2 separate regions of the Rattus norvegicus genome follow, and region 2 is linked to region 1. The links are chromatin contacts, called in public Hi-C maps. All regions are on one chromosome and are shown on one strand. The core of a region is the stretch at or near the end of the contact, and the rest is flanking DNA. Distances in the headings are between cores, read along the strand shown.

The links. Hi-C and Micro-C count contacts between places; a contact is called where the count stands out from the background.
Region 2: a contact with region 1 is called in a Hi-C map of liver, with 3 times the contacts expected there. The contact joins the promoter of Stk38l here to the promoter of Fgfr1op2 in region 1. A contact is called at or near these places in 3 of 12 Hi-C or Micro-C datasets (Schwann cells, frontal cortex and liver) and 1 of 1 datasets of contacts at active chromatin or transcription factors (oligodendrocytes).

The regions. Positions count from the first base shown.
Region 1 is chr4:181,220,670-181,223,863 of GRCr8, forward strand. Fgfr1op2 (FGFR1 oncogene partner 2) reads left to right here and starts at 1,629. Exons shown (of 7, transcript NM_201421.2): 1 at 1,629-1,945. It overlaps Ints13 (integrator complex subunit 13), which reads right to left and starts at 1,566. Exons shown (of 17, transcript NM_001398932.1): 1 at 1,031-1,566; 2 at 1-121. The coding sequence starts at 110.
Region 2 is chr4:181,363,317-181,366,510 of GRCr8, forward strand. It overlaps Stk38l (serine/threonine kinase 38 like), which reads left to right and starts at 1,635. Exons shown (of 15, transcript NM_001083336.2): 1 at 1,635-1,671.

The DNA.
Region 1 (3,194 bases), core at 379-2,878:
CTGTTCTTCACCAGCATATCAAACTCCACATGCTGTCTACAGGATTCTGCCATGTATGGGCAGTGATCCACAACAAACACTGTTTTATGAGATTCAGAAAAAATCTTCATTTTGTTTTAATCTGTAAAAGGATAAACATACTAGTCGAAACGTTGACACAACATTTATTTATCTCAAGTGATTTCTCACAGGTGTGTTTTCCTCAAGATTTGATAGGGATCCTAAGTTCCAAGAATTTTGTGCAAAAAAGGGCAAGGTAAAGGTGCCAGTTCAAGGAATAAGCTACGTCATACCATGCAGTCAATTTACCACATGAAATTAGCTCATACTTCTTTTTCTTTTACAAAGCACTTAAAATAGAAGAAAACATTTATACGCATTGTATTTGATTCCTATGCCCACAAACCACAGATCCATTCTTCAAATGTATTTATGCTGACCCTTCTTAGGGGCCGAGGAAAATCCACAGGAAAAGACTGACAGCAAAAGTATAACCCCAAATACACACACATCTCCTAAGGTAACTTGCATATTGGGTCTTCCTATGGCCCAAACTCTCATCCTCTCCCTCAACTTGCAATACACTACAGTAATTCACCATGTAGACCAGAACAGATGCTATCTCATGCAGATGAGGAGGAAACACTTCTAAAACTTTTATATATATATATATATATATATATATATATATATATATATATATATATATACACACACACACACACATATATATACATGTATACACACACACACACGTGGTGCACTGCCCCGCTTCGCTCTTAAAATTTTAGAGCAAAAAAAATTTTTTTTTAAAAATCTACATTCTAAAAGCACATGGGAAACAGAGCAAGTGTAACGAAGCATCTTAGGGACCCGCTATTACCTCCGGCTGCTCTGGAGCGCACCGCCTCTCCCCGCCCAAAGTCCCTGTCTGCAACCTTCTGCACACACCTGGCTGCTAGGTAGAGGGGTGGGGGGGGGGGGACAAGGTGAGTGGACGGGAAAGCCCTCGGCGTCGAGGTTCGCTTACTTTCGTGCCTGGTCCTGTAGTGAGCGAACGGAGGCTAAGGGAGAAGGCAGACGAGGGTGGGTGGGGAGTCGGCGCACAGACGGTCTGGTACCACCCGCAGAAGACTGACTGCCCGGCTCATCGCCCAACACTCCGGCTTCTTAAACGCAGGAGCGCGCGCATGCGCGTGCACCCACCAAAGCGCACTCGGGCTCGCGCGTGCGCACGGCGCTCTCGCACAGTCCCGCCATCTTCCCCTTCCCCTTAGAGGCTACCAGAGGCCGAACCGGAAGAGGGCGGAGCAAGTGAGGGGAAAAAAAAGAAGGCTCTAACGATTGTTCCCAATCGACCGTTGGGAAGAATGGTCAGGACCACCTGAGAGAACCCCCAAAGTACTAGCCGCAGCCGGGATAAGCCGGCCTCGGCTCTGCACAGGCAGAGCGCACCCACTCAAGCTCCCCTCTCCGCCTTCAGTCCAGACCGGTAGCCCCTCGGAAAACGCGCGAGAGAGTGCGAGCCGCCAGAGCAAACCCGTGAGAGCAGAAGAGGGAAGCCCCGCCCCCTACCCATCCACCAATCAACAGCCAGCCGCCTGCAGGGGGCGGGGCTTTCGGTAACTCGCGGAGGGAAGTCTCGCGAGGCTTGTCGCTGTGTGGCTGCCAGTAGCGGAGGTTCTGGTCCGCCCGGGATGGAGCCGAGGCAAGCGGGCTGCCGGATCCTCCCTGCCGCTGTGTGAGCAGGGCTGTGTGTCCGCTCGCTGAGCAGGCGCAGCGAGGCCGCGGAGAGCACTCTCTGGGCGCCTCCATCTCGCGGGTGGTGGTCGCCGTCTCTGACGGCTGAGGGGGACTGAAGCTGAGTGGAAAAACACGAGTGGGTGAACCTCTGAGCCGGGCTCCCTGTCTCCGTGCTCTCACTGAGCTCCTGCCGGGAACAGAGGTACGGAAAGTTCCATGAAAACCCCCGGGCCTGCAGGCCACGGGACACCCTTTCCGGGTTTCCTTTCCTGCCACTCCGGAGCTCCGTGGGCGGTGGCTGGAGGGACTTGTCGGTGTTGAGTTTGCCTCAGCGCACTCGACCGCGTTTGCGACTGGGACTTAGCCACGATCCTGAGGGAGCTGCTGAGATCGTTTGAATCCCTCAGCGCCCTTCCAAATTCTGTTCCAAGTTGGAACAACTGGCTTCCCTCAGACAGATGTTTCAGAAGCTCCAAGTGTGTGCTTTCCACCATTTTCAGGAACAGTGCAGTTCCTCTGCTTCCAGAGTGATGAGTGGGGGCTGGATGCTTATTTGTGTGTGTGATCCGCACGCATTCTTTCTTTATCCCATTCTTTGAAAGACTCATGCCGTATATTGCCACTGTCATCTTTGACAAGAGTGAGGACCCTGTCTCTTTTCTTCCGGTCCCTGATCGTAGTACCGTCCCCCTTTCCAGAACACGGACCTCAGAATTGTCTAAGGCTCTGTATTCCACTCACACTGCACCAGATTTTTTGCTTCTTTCACTGTGACTATGACAGTTGCCCTTCCTCCACCCCAAACCGGTGTGCCCGCCTCAGCCTTCCATACTTACTGTGAAATGCATTCTCTCTCCTTAAACTTTTTCAAGTTCTAATTTAAGCCTACCGATCCGTCAGGGCTTTTTACCGTCCTATCTTAAATCATATTTTACCTCTTCAGGGCCATCCTGTTGCCGCCCCTAATTTTTTACCATCCACTTATGCCCGGCTGTTGGGGGTTTCCCAAGCATACCTCACATTTCCGCCACTGCTGTGTGAACCCAGATAGTCTGTTGGGATGCTTGGTTTTCCTTCTGTCTCATCGTCTCTCAAAACCCTACGTCTTTTTAGACTCCCTCGGGTGACATCGATAACACAGTGAACTCCCAGAGCTCTTGACATAATTCCGCAGTATTTATTAGGATGCATTATTTGTTCAGTTACCTGTCTCTCCTGCCAGCTTGAACTTGAATCTGGAATCGTGTCTTACTCATGTTTAAAACAAATGCTAGTTCAGTGTTGGCTCATAGCAAGCATTATTATTATATACTATTTATAATGTAATCATTCTAAAGAATTTGCTATAAAAATTCTGTCTCTTAAAAATCAGAATATTAGAACCCAAAAGCCCTTACCTGCTTTGAGCATGAACATGAGCAGCCTTGTAACCCTAACACTTATGTAATTAA
Region 2 (3,194 bases), core at 385-2,884, 140 kb after region 1:
GTGGGTGCTGGGAACCTAACTCTGGCTTTCTGTAAGAGCAGAAGGGGTTCTGAATCATTGGCCAGCCTCTAGTCCTTGCAAACAATCGTGTAAAAGCTAAGGGTGTCTCATAAAACTCCATTGTTGAAAGGATGAGGCTGTCAATAGTGATTGGGAATGATTCTATTGGTCCTACTTTTTTTTTTTTTTCATTTTTCTTTTTTTTGGAGCTGGGGACCGAACCCAGGGCCTTGCGCTTGCTAGGCAAGCGCTCTACCACTGAGCTAAATCCCCAACCCCCTATTGGTCCTACTTAAAGACCAGTTTTACCTTAAGCACAACCGTGTCACATTCCTAAAACTCTCCCTGCATCATCCCACAGGAAAGCAATTTTCCAAATACCACACTCTCTTCTCCCTTTATCCACAGATTCAACCCCCACCCACACCCCACCCCCAGTTTCTGATTACCCACAGTCAACCATGTTCCAAAAATACGAAGTGGAACATTCCAGAAATAAATGATTCATACGTTTTAAACCGAATGCTATTCTAAGTAGCCAGTGAGGTCTCTCACCACCCTCACTGTGTGGCGCTCCGGAGGCTAGCAGTTTCTCTGTAGTGTTAGTGCTGTGTATGTGAAGCTTTGGCCCACTGGGAGGTATGGTCCTTGTCTGGAGAAGTCAAAGAGAAGCTTGAGCCTGCTTTTGTACTATTGAGGGTCTCACTCTGTTGCTCTAGCCGGGCTCGAACTCACTATGTAGCCCAGGCTGATCTCAAAGTCGCTGCAGCTTCTGTCTCAGCCTCCTGGGTGGTGGAATTACATGCATGAGCCACTGTACCTGGCTTTAAAGTTTGTCTGTTTTTGTGCTTTAAGTGAATGTTGTTAAGTTTGCTGAAGCCTATGGTTATCGTTAATCCGTGCAGGATGTATAAATTGATCATAGGTGTGCGTAGGACACATGGTGTATAGTAGCACTTAAGGAGCGTGCAGAGCACACACATTGTATAGTGTTTGGCTCTTTGCTCATTTTCGGGTATCGGGAGGAAAGGGAAGAAAACGATGGCAATTTTCCAGCCTAATGTTGTATGGTACGTTGCCAGCTCTTCTGGGATTTTCAGGTAAGTTTAGCAAAGTTTTCGTGTATGCTGGCAATTTTCTTGTGGCCCTCCTAAATTCTAACTCCTTCTAAGTCTTTCGGGTCCAGTTACAGAGACATGGAAGTCACAGAGCTGCTACAGTGGTGATCTCCCCTCTTTTGAGCCATTTTTGCACAGCCTTGAGCCGTGCTGTTTCACACCAGGCCCCTCTCAGGGTCAGGCGGAACCACTTCTAACTAGAGAGGGCCATGGGACAAAGATGTTAGACCTCGCCCAGTAGTGACTGGATTGACCACAGGCTCCTGGACCAACCTGCACTTCCGCCGGCGAAGGGCTGTGTGTGTGTGTGTGTGTGTGGGGGGGGGGGGGGTTAAGACTGGCGCTGACGCCAGAAGGCTACTTCCGCCTGGGAGCGTATGACGTCAGGGCCGACCCCTTAAAGATCTAGGAGTCAAGCCTCGCGAGATTCCGGTGCGGCCGCTTTGGCACCGCCTCTCGGGGCGGGAACGGGGCGGGGCTTGGCGCGACAGACGCGCGCCGCTGGCTGCGGTGGCTGAGGAGGAGGCTGAGCGGGAGCGGGCGACACCGGCAGGTGAGAGCGGGCGCGGGCGCGAGCGCGGGCACAGGGCAGGGCCGCGGGGCTAGGGCGGCGCTCGCTGCGTGGAGGTATGAGGGGCTTGGCGCGGCACGGCCCGCGGCGTCCGGCCCTGGTTTCCCCGGTGGAGCGGAGAACCGCGGCCGTGCGCGGCGTCCCCGGGCTGCAGGCGGGGCCGCGCCCCCAGCTCCTGTCAGTCACCCGGGCCTTCGCTGAGCCGGGTGCGGCAGCCTGCGCACCGGGAGCGAAGCCGCCAACCCCGCGCGCACCCTGCTCCGGGCCCACCTTCCCGTCCCCTCCGGACGCAGAGGGCACGACTCGCCGGCACAAAGTTGACGGTGCACAGCAGCGTCAAACTGTGCCCGAGCGGCTGTGTCCCGGTCACCGATGCTACTTTCTATGGTGCGGGGTCTCTTGGGTCCCGAAGTTTGGAGAAACGCTGTGAAGAGATGGGTCTGGAGCAGCGGCTGGTGCAGAAGTGCGCTGCTGCCGCCCCTCGGGACTCAGTGCAGAGCCCGTGCGCTCTCCGGTTCCTTTGCAAAACTCGGGATCCGTTTTGGTAGAAGCCACTTATGGAAATAGGTCTGGTATTAGCCGCACGACTGCCAAGAAGCCAGGCGAACAAAGTTCAGGGTTTTAAGGTGGTGATTACCCTTGTTTGGCAGTCGTGTCTTAAACCGGCCAGGTCTCCCTTCTTTAAGTCAATAAGTCTTGTTATTTGCATATCAAGTTGTGTTGTCACACGCACAAGCATACATGGAAAGGTTTTTCTCTTATGCCTCAGGATATATAAAACAAATAAGTTTATTATGCTCTCTCCCTCGTGGCCTAGAGACATTTTATTTGAGTTAGCTGCGCTCGTGTCTATTTGGAGAGATAATTTAGTTCAAGATAGGATAAATTACGATATTGCACGCGGTCATAAAAATACTTTTATTTTGAAAAGCCTGGCCTCCGAAGTACAAGGGATAAAAGTTTGGTGTGTACCTTCACTCTGCTGGATGTTTTTCTCCTAGAGTACTGATTGGTTTCCCATTTATTGGAATGTGTTTAGAATGAGAAGCATAGTTCGGCGTAGTTTCCGTACTCCTTTGAAAGGCTTTGCTGTTAAGTTAAGAACAAATTAGACTCAGAAAAAACACATTAAACTGAATAGTGGAAGCCCCAGCATTTGTTTTTTTGAGTTTGCTTATAAATAAGCCAAGGAATAGAAACTAAGACTGCAAATAAAAAGATGTTCTTTGCAGTTTTTATTATTTAAAGCAGCTTTAAAATTTAATCTCCTCCTTACCCAACTAAGTTCTTTCTCAAAAACTGAACTCTGCAGCTTTTTAAATACTAGATTTTAATTTCAGAAAGTGGGACATTAAGAACAAAGGAAAATGATAAAAAGCAAAATGATAAAGCATTAGTCTCGGTTTGGTCATTTTTCTTTAGAAAAGTTCAGCTCCCTCAAAGACCAGTGACATCTCGTTAGAATTGGTAATAGGCGATTCTAAGAGAGAAGGCAAGTGCCTTCT